Regions from separate parts of the Sus scrofa genome. Here region 1 is linked to region 2. The links are chromatin contacts, called in public HiChIP or PLAC-seq maps. All regions are on one chromosome and are shown on one strand. The core of a region is the stretch at or near the end of the contact, and the rest is flanking DNA. Distances in the headings are between cores, read along the strand shown. Region 1 overlaps RAPGEF5 (rap guanine nucleotide exchange factor 5). Region 2 holds the start of LOC100518800 (protein Mpv17).

Region 1 (3,137 bases), core at 448-2,947, 110 kb after region 2:
GGATATTCAAATATTCTAAGGATGTGGCAGAGGGTAGGAGTACGTCTTTGATAGGATCAACCTTCAGGGTGTTTTTAACATCTCAAACATGACCCTTAACTTTCTGTATCATCTGCGAACTTCTCAACAGTACCTGTTGAAGTGAAGGCTCCTGAGATCTTCACTTGCACTTAAAGCCACCTTTAAGTTTCTAAGTTCACCTCAGAAATAACTGCTATCATGAGGCTTTGAAACTGCCAGATTATTCTCGCCCTTGAGACGCCAATGGTAATGACGTGATGCTAGGCTGCTGGAGATGAGTTATGTTATTAAACTAAACAGCCTGCCATTTACAAACATCTCACCTCCTCTCCTGCTCAGTAAAAGTCTGGCATTTCTATTGATGGCCTCGGAGCAGAAAAGGCCTTGGAAGGGGTTGAGAATAAAATTCCAAGGAGAATTTAAAGGCCAAAAAAGACATGTTCATAAGCCCTGAGGAATGTTCCCCTTCATGAGCAATCCTGGACAGTTCAGCGCTGAGAGTGAAGCTGTACACACAACAACAACAAGTCAACAGACGACAACAACGCAGACCAGAAGAAAGTGGTCCCATTGTCTCCCCAGCATGACGGCAGCGTCCTCAGCTCTAAGGCTCAATCTGAATAACTGCTTTCAGGAGAACTGAGCAGAGTGTCCCTTTCCTCCAGCTGAACTGTATCAGAGACAATGTAACTCTTGTTGGAACACAAAGGTTCACAACACACTGGGAAAACCTCCCTCTGACTTTCCCACTTGGTGAGAACATCTAGGATCCACTCTTCTGCTCTTACCTATTTCTTGTGACTTCCAATCCATTCGTTTGGGAACTAGATCTAATCCCTTATATTAAAACATAAAAGTGCACTGACATGTTCTTTCAAAACTCACATTCCTCAAACTATCTGATGGGGTGAAACTCCCCAAGTCAAACTTGAAAGCCATCAAATAGGCGTGTATTCATCTTTGTTCCCATGTGTTCTTATATTTCTACATGATTTACTTCTGTGAAGAGTTCTCTTATAAATAAACCCACTGTCATAAACCACTGGCTTAGAAAATTACAGTAGCTGTCATTTTTTTTTTTTTAACTATGAAGGGGAAAAAAAAAATCCCAAACCTAAAGAATTTAACATCAAATATTCTTTCCTTGAAACATACAATCAGGCAGAAACATTTTCTACCCCTTAAAATCTGCATCCCCAAGAGGAAAAGGCTTACGTTGTCTGACTTCTCTTGTTCTTTTTTGTCCGTCTGCAAAAATTGACAGTTTTCTCTTGCCAGCTTCTGAACCAGTTCAATTCGCCCGATATCATCTCTCTCCTGAAGTTTGCACATCACCCCAGCCTTGAGAGTCGGAGAAAAAGCAAAGATGTACTTAAATCCACAGTCCCAGGACATGACACCACAGCAAAGTTCCCCTTATAATAAGCTCATCTTCTCCATCATCTGGATTAAATCATGGTCTTGGTAAGATATTTTGCCCTTCCAAAATTGAAACTGTATTATCTTAATCTAGGAATGTCGCACCAAAACACTTAAAAGTTGAGATCATTCCTCGGTCTAGTTTAACAGACTGAAAGGCAGAGCAAACTAAATCATTTGCTACTAAGGGGTGCTCCTGATATGCCACTATTTGTTCCTGACAGCCTGTTTCCTGTTACATAAGCCCAGCAAGAGGTTAAAAACTCATGGGAAAGTTAGCCAGGAACTACTCCGGCAATAAGGGTGAAGTGATAGAGAGTCCTAAAAATAACAGTACACGGCCTTCTAATTCCTCAGCTCCACCAGCTCATTCCATGGACAAATACCCAGCCAACAAGAAGATCACAAGATAATTTTTTTTCACAACTGGAAAGTTACTATGGGGCATTACTAGCAAAATACTTCCAGTGTTACATGAAATATGGTGGAAAGAGTTATTACAAATAAACTGCACAGAGAAAGCTTAAAATCTTATCAGGGTTTAGAAACGCTCTACAAAGCATCAAGTTTTTTATTACATCCAACACCAAATAATAATAACATGGAGGAGGAGACTCTAGGACTTGGATCAGTAAAAAAAAAAGTTCATTATAACACACAAATTATGAACTGTGTCTGCTCAAATTCTTTCAAAAATGGTTCATACTGCTATATCAGGACATGATCTAAACAGAAATCTGAAGTTACTCTTGGCAGGAACAGTCAAAACTATCAAATCTCTTACTTATACAATCTACAGGATTTGAAAGGACTCAGCAACTAACCAAACACAGGGAAGAGGCCAGCACGTCATCACAGCTTCAGGCTCTTAACGGTTTGTACTAAAGATAGACATTTTGTTGAGGGGGCATCAGAAAAACGGAGAAGTAAAGACTAAGTATGCATTTCTAAAGGTAAGGACGTCTCCTTAACTAGCAGGCTCTCCAACAAACAGGAAGGAAACAAGCAAACAAAAAACCATTGAAATGGCCCAAATCAGACTCCCATGGAACAGCAAATGGAATTCCTCTGCCCAAGTCAGAGATTTATTTTTACAGCATTCTTCACAAGTTGTCTTCCAGTTCATCTCCAAGGTTTCCTTGGACAAGGATCTCAGTTTATTTTAAGACAGTCTGTGCAGTGCTGGAGAGTCAGAATTATTGGAAAGTCCCTTATCATGCTAGACAAAACTCTGAGAGCACTGAACTTCAACCCATAAATACTAGCATTGCCTTTTAAGCAACTGAAACTATGTCCATTTTTTTTATCCAAAATGACAACCTTACAAATACTTAAATACCAATGTTTATGATATCCTCCTTTCTGCATTCTCATGCATGTTCCCTAGCTCCGTATTTTCTTCATTCATTCACACATTCAACTGATTTTATCTGAACCACCACCATGTGCCACGATCTATTATAGGTTCTAAGGATACAGTAGTGAACAACAACAATAAAAACAAAGTCCCACATTCATGAAGCTTATATTTAATAGAGGATGTAGATAACATAACACATAATTATGAAAAATACTGGATGGCAATACATATGGTAAGAAGTAAAATAAAGCCAGGTAAGGGACAGAGAAACGTTATGAGATAGGAATGTCAGAACAGGAACCCTTGATTGATATTTGAGTAGAGAACTAAAATAAGT
Region 2 (3,167 bases), core at 662-3,161:
CTAGATTATCTATTTCGTAAGCATATAAAGGGTTCACAGGGGTGGTCCCTCCAAAACTAGATCTGTACTAGGGCTGGGAAGAGTTAGGAAAACAGATGTGTCCATGAAAAGTGGGAATGAGTGACATTTACTGGGATATGGGTATAAACTAAAGTTGACAAAACCATATAGTTCAATAAATATTTATGGACTGCCTACTATGCAGTGGATATAAAACCATTACAAAGGTTTTGTGATTTCACAGGAGTCAGGTTACATTTGAGAGTGAAATGGGCCACTTCAGAGCACTACCTCCATTAAGTTCTGCCCAGCCACCAAACCCTGTGAAAACCGATGCACCCACTTTAAGGAGGTGGTCTGACCCTCCCAGGGTCAAGCTGTATGACTGCAAGACAGAAATGATGGAGGGAGGTAGCAGGCTTAGAGCCGATGGGCCTTCCAGGAGAGGAAGGAGTTCCAGATAACAGCAACGCACTGGACAACAGCCAACCTGCAATGAAGAGGGACCAGGCAGAAGTTGGCTAACTGCGCAGCAGGCCAGAGGTAGTAGTTGGTGATGAAGGCATCAGGATAATCCCGCTGGAGTTTGGCCCAATTGTCCCGGTAACAGTCCATTCAGTGTCCCTACCAGTGAGAGGAAACAGCCTAGAAAACACGGGGTAAACCCCACCCCCACCCCCTGATCCAGTAGCAACATCTTTAGTGCATCCACCTTGGTGGCGCGAGGGATGAGCCAGTCCGAAACCTTGTACCAGCCTCCAACTATAGGGCCCACAAAGCCACAGCCCATCAGGGACCCAGGGGTCAAGACCTGTACTTTCCATGGGTGAGCAGTCAGAGCCCTCTGGTATGCTGGACAAAGTGCCATGCTTCCTGGGCAGGAACTCAAACCCTGCAACCATTCTTTAATTAAATAAAAATGAAACCAGAGAGAATGTTCCCCAGCCACCAAAGACACGACTCCAGAGCAGTGAGCATCTGTCTCATGTCAGAATCAGGATGCTTCTGTGTTGCTGCCAGGAAGCCTACAGCTTGTGAGGGGAGCTGCTGGCTCTCAGGTCTGCTGTCCCAGCAGAGGACAAGAGGGGAAGGGGTGAAGTAAGGTGAAGGCACAGCCCTCCTGGGAGCTCCAGGGAGCCCTCAGAGAGCTCATGAGCAGGCCCCAGGTCTGCTCAGCCTTGCTTCTTCCTATTAGCAGTGCCCCAGTTTGCAGGCTCTATCAGACATCTTTATTCGGATCAATCAGCAAACACTTAGGGCTTTGTCCCAGTGTTTGCAGAGCACGTGGAGCTCTGGAAGGCAGTGTCACACTGGTGTCTCACTTAAGCTCGGACAGGGGAGGCCTGCCTGCATTGTCTGTTTCATTCACCCAACTGCCCAGAGGCCAAGATGTGGCTCCTTACCTTGTTAGACAATCAAGAGAACAGAGAAGAGAAGTTAATTCCCTACAGCAGAGTAGAAATGTGAGTCCACCAGGGACCTATGGGTACAGCACAGGGAACTGCCCTCAGTATCTTGTAATAACTTGGAAGGGAAAAGAATCTGGAAGAGAATAGATGAATACATGTAAGTGAGTCACATGTACGTGTGAGTGAGTGTACCTGAAACTGACACAACACTGTAAATCAACTACACTTCAATAAAACAAAAACTAAGTAAGCAAACATTTTAAAAATGTTTAAAATAAATTTTTAAAAAGCAATGTGGATGCAAATCTTCCAGCATGCATCCAGGACTTATCATCAGAGAAGGTACCATTTAAGTGTCTACTCTGTACTAGGCGTTGTATTAAGCCTTGTATGTGCATTTCATTTCTTATGCAATCTTATGAAGGAAGAGGTATAAGAACCCCCATTTTCTTTCTTTTTTTTTTTGTCTTTTTTTTGTCCTTTTAGGGCCACACCGGCGGCATATGGAGGTTCCCAGGCTAGGGGTCCAATCAGAGCTGTAGCTGTCAGCCTACGTCAGAGCCACAGCAACGCTGGATCCTTAACCCACTGAGGGAGGCCAGGGATCGAACCTGCATCCTCATGGATACTAGTCAGGTTCGTTAACCACTGAACCACAATGGGAACTCCAGAACCCCCAATTTCTGAGGCAGAGAAATAGCAGCTAAGATTGTGGTGGAAACTTTCACCTGTTTTCCCAGCTCTTCAGGGCCTGAGCCTGATAGAAACCTGGCAGCCTGACCTGAGGGGCTATGCCGTTAACCCTTGTCTTTACCTCCAGGCAGGATGGGTGGAGAGACGGTGCAGGGGGGCTCCTCAGAGAGTTAACGGGTAGGCTCTGCCTAGGAGTTCAGACAGGGATTAGGGGGTTGGGTGTGGGATGAGAGCTCTCCAGGAGGGCTTGGGAGTGGACGAGCCTTATGTGGCAGGTAAGGAAGGGTTCCTGGGCACAGCGAGTTCCCCGGTTGGGTGGAGGGCCTGGCCAGACTGGGCAGGGGGCCTGGGAGGGAAGGCAGGGTCGGGCCAGGTGGCAGGAGCCCGGAATACAGTGACAGCTGGGAGGATGCAGATCCCCCTGGGGAGGCAGCAGCCGGCTGAGTACTCGGAAGCAGGCCCTGCTGCCTCGACTCCAGGGGCTTATTTGGCAGTTGAGGGCAGGCCTTCATCTCTGCAAGGACTGTGAAGTCAGCAGGGGCACAGGACGGGGAAGGGGCGCGGCGCTCCTTTCCGCCCCCTCCCACTGCCTTTCCCTTCCAGCTGAGGCCCAGCCGGGGTCAAGGGAATACAAAGGACCATGAACAGTTCTTATTTCCCACAGCGGCCAAGTCACTTCCTGAAACGAAACAAAACCAGTTATCTCTAGCGATCACAGGCTGCACCAGTCCTCTTAACAGTCAGGGGCTGGGAGGAAGGGAAAGGTCCTCCCCAAGAGCCCTCATCTGACGAATGAATTGCCCGTTGGGTTTACCTCTGCACATCTTGAGGAGGGAAGAGCTCCTGGTCCTTAAGGCAATTCCAGGGGCCTGTGAAAATTCAGTTAGACACCCCGCCCAACCCCAGCTGGTTCTGCATCCTCACCAATCTGGCTTCACCACACTGATGGCTTCAGTTTGAAAAGTGCATGTAATTCTCACATACTTATTTAAGTAGCAAATGTTTAGTGCATGTTATTTGTGATTGGCATTTTTTTTTTCTCTCTCTGTTGGGCCACCTCGTGGC

What was found. HiChIP or PLAC-seq counts read pairs in DNA pulled down with a chosen protein or histone mark.
Region 1: a contact with region 2 is called in an H3K27ac HiChIP or PLAC-seq map of skeletal muscle, with 8 times the contacts expected there. The contact joins the enhancer-like site here to the promoter of LOC100518800 in region 2. A contact is called at or near these places in 7 of 47 Hi-C or Micro-C datasets (alveolar macrophages, epiblast stem cells, heart right ventricle and 2 more) and 1 of 2 datasets of contacts at active chromatin or transcription factors (skeletal muscle).

Annotation. Positions count from the first base shown.
Region 1 is chr9:91,061,689-91,064,825 of Sscrofa11.1, forward strand. RAPGEF5 (rap guanine nucleotide exchange factor 5) reads right to left here. Exons shown (of 26, transcript XM_021063441.1): 9 at 1,237-1,362. Among named protein-coding and RNA genes, the nearest start is that of RAPGEF5, 170 kb to the right of the region's middle. Within about 2 kb of position 1,698, at least 30 of the 83 cell types and tissues checked have an H3K27ac peak or open chromatin away from gene starts, as enhancers often do. A contact at or near this core is called in liver and skeletal muscle, where this site is marked.
Region 2 is chr9:90,950,331-90,953,497 of Sscrofa11.1, forward strand. LOC100518800 (protein Mpv17) reads right to left here and starts at 1,912. Exons shown (of 2, transcript XM_021063439.1): 1 at 609-1,912; 2 at 1-607. The coding sequence starts at 868. The coding sequence ends at 421.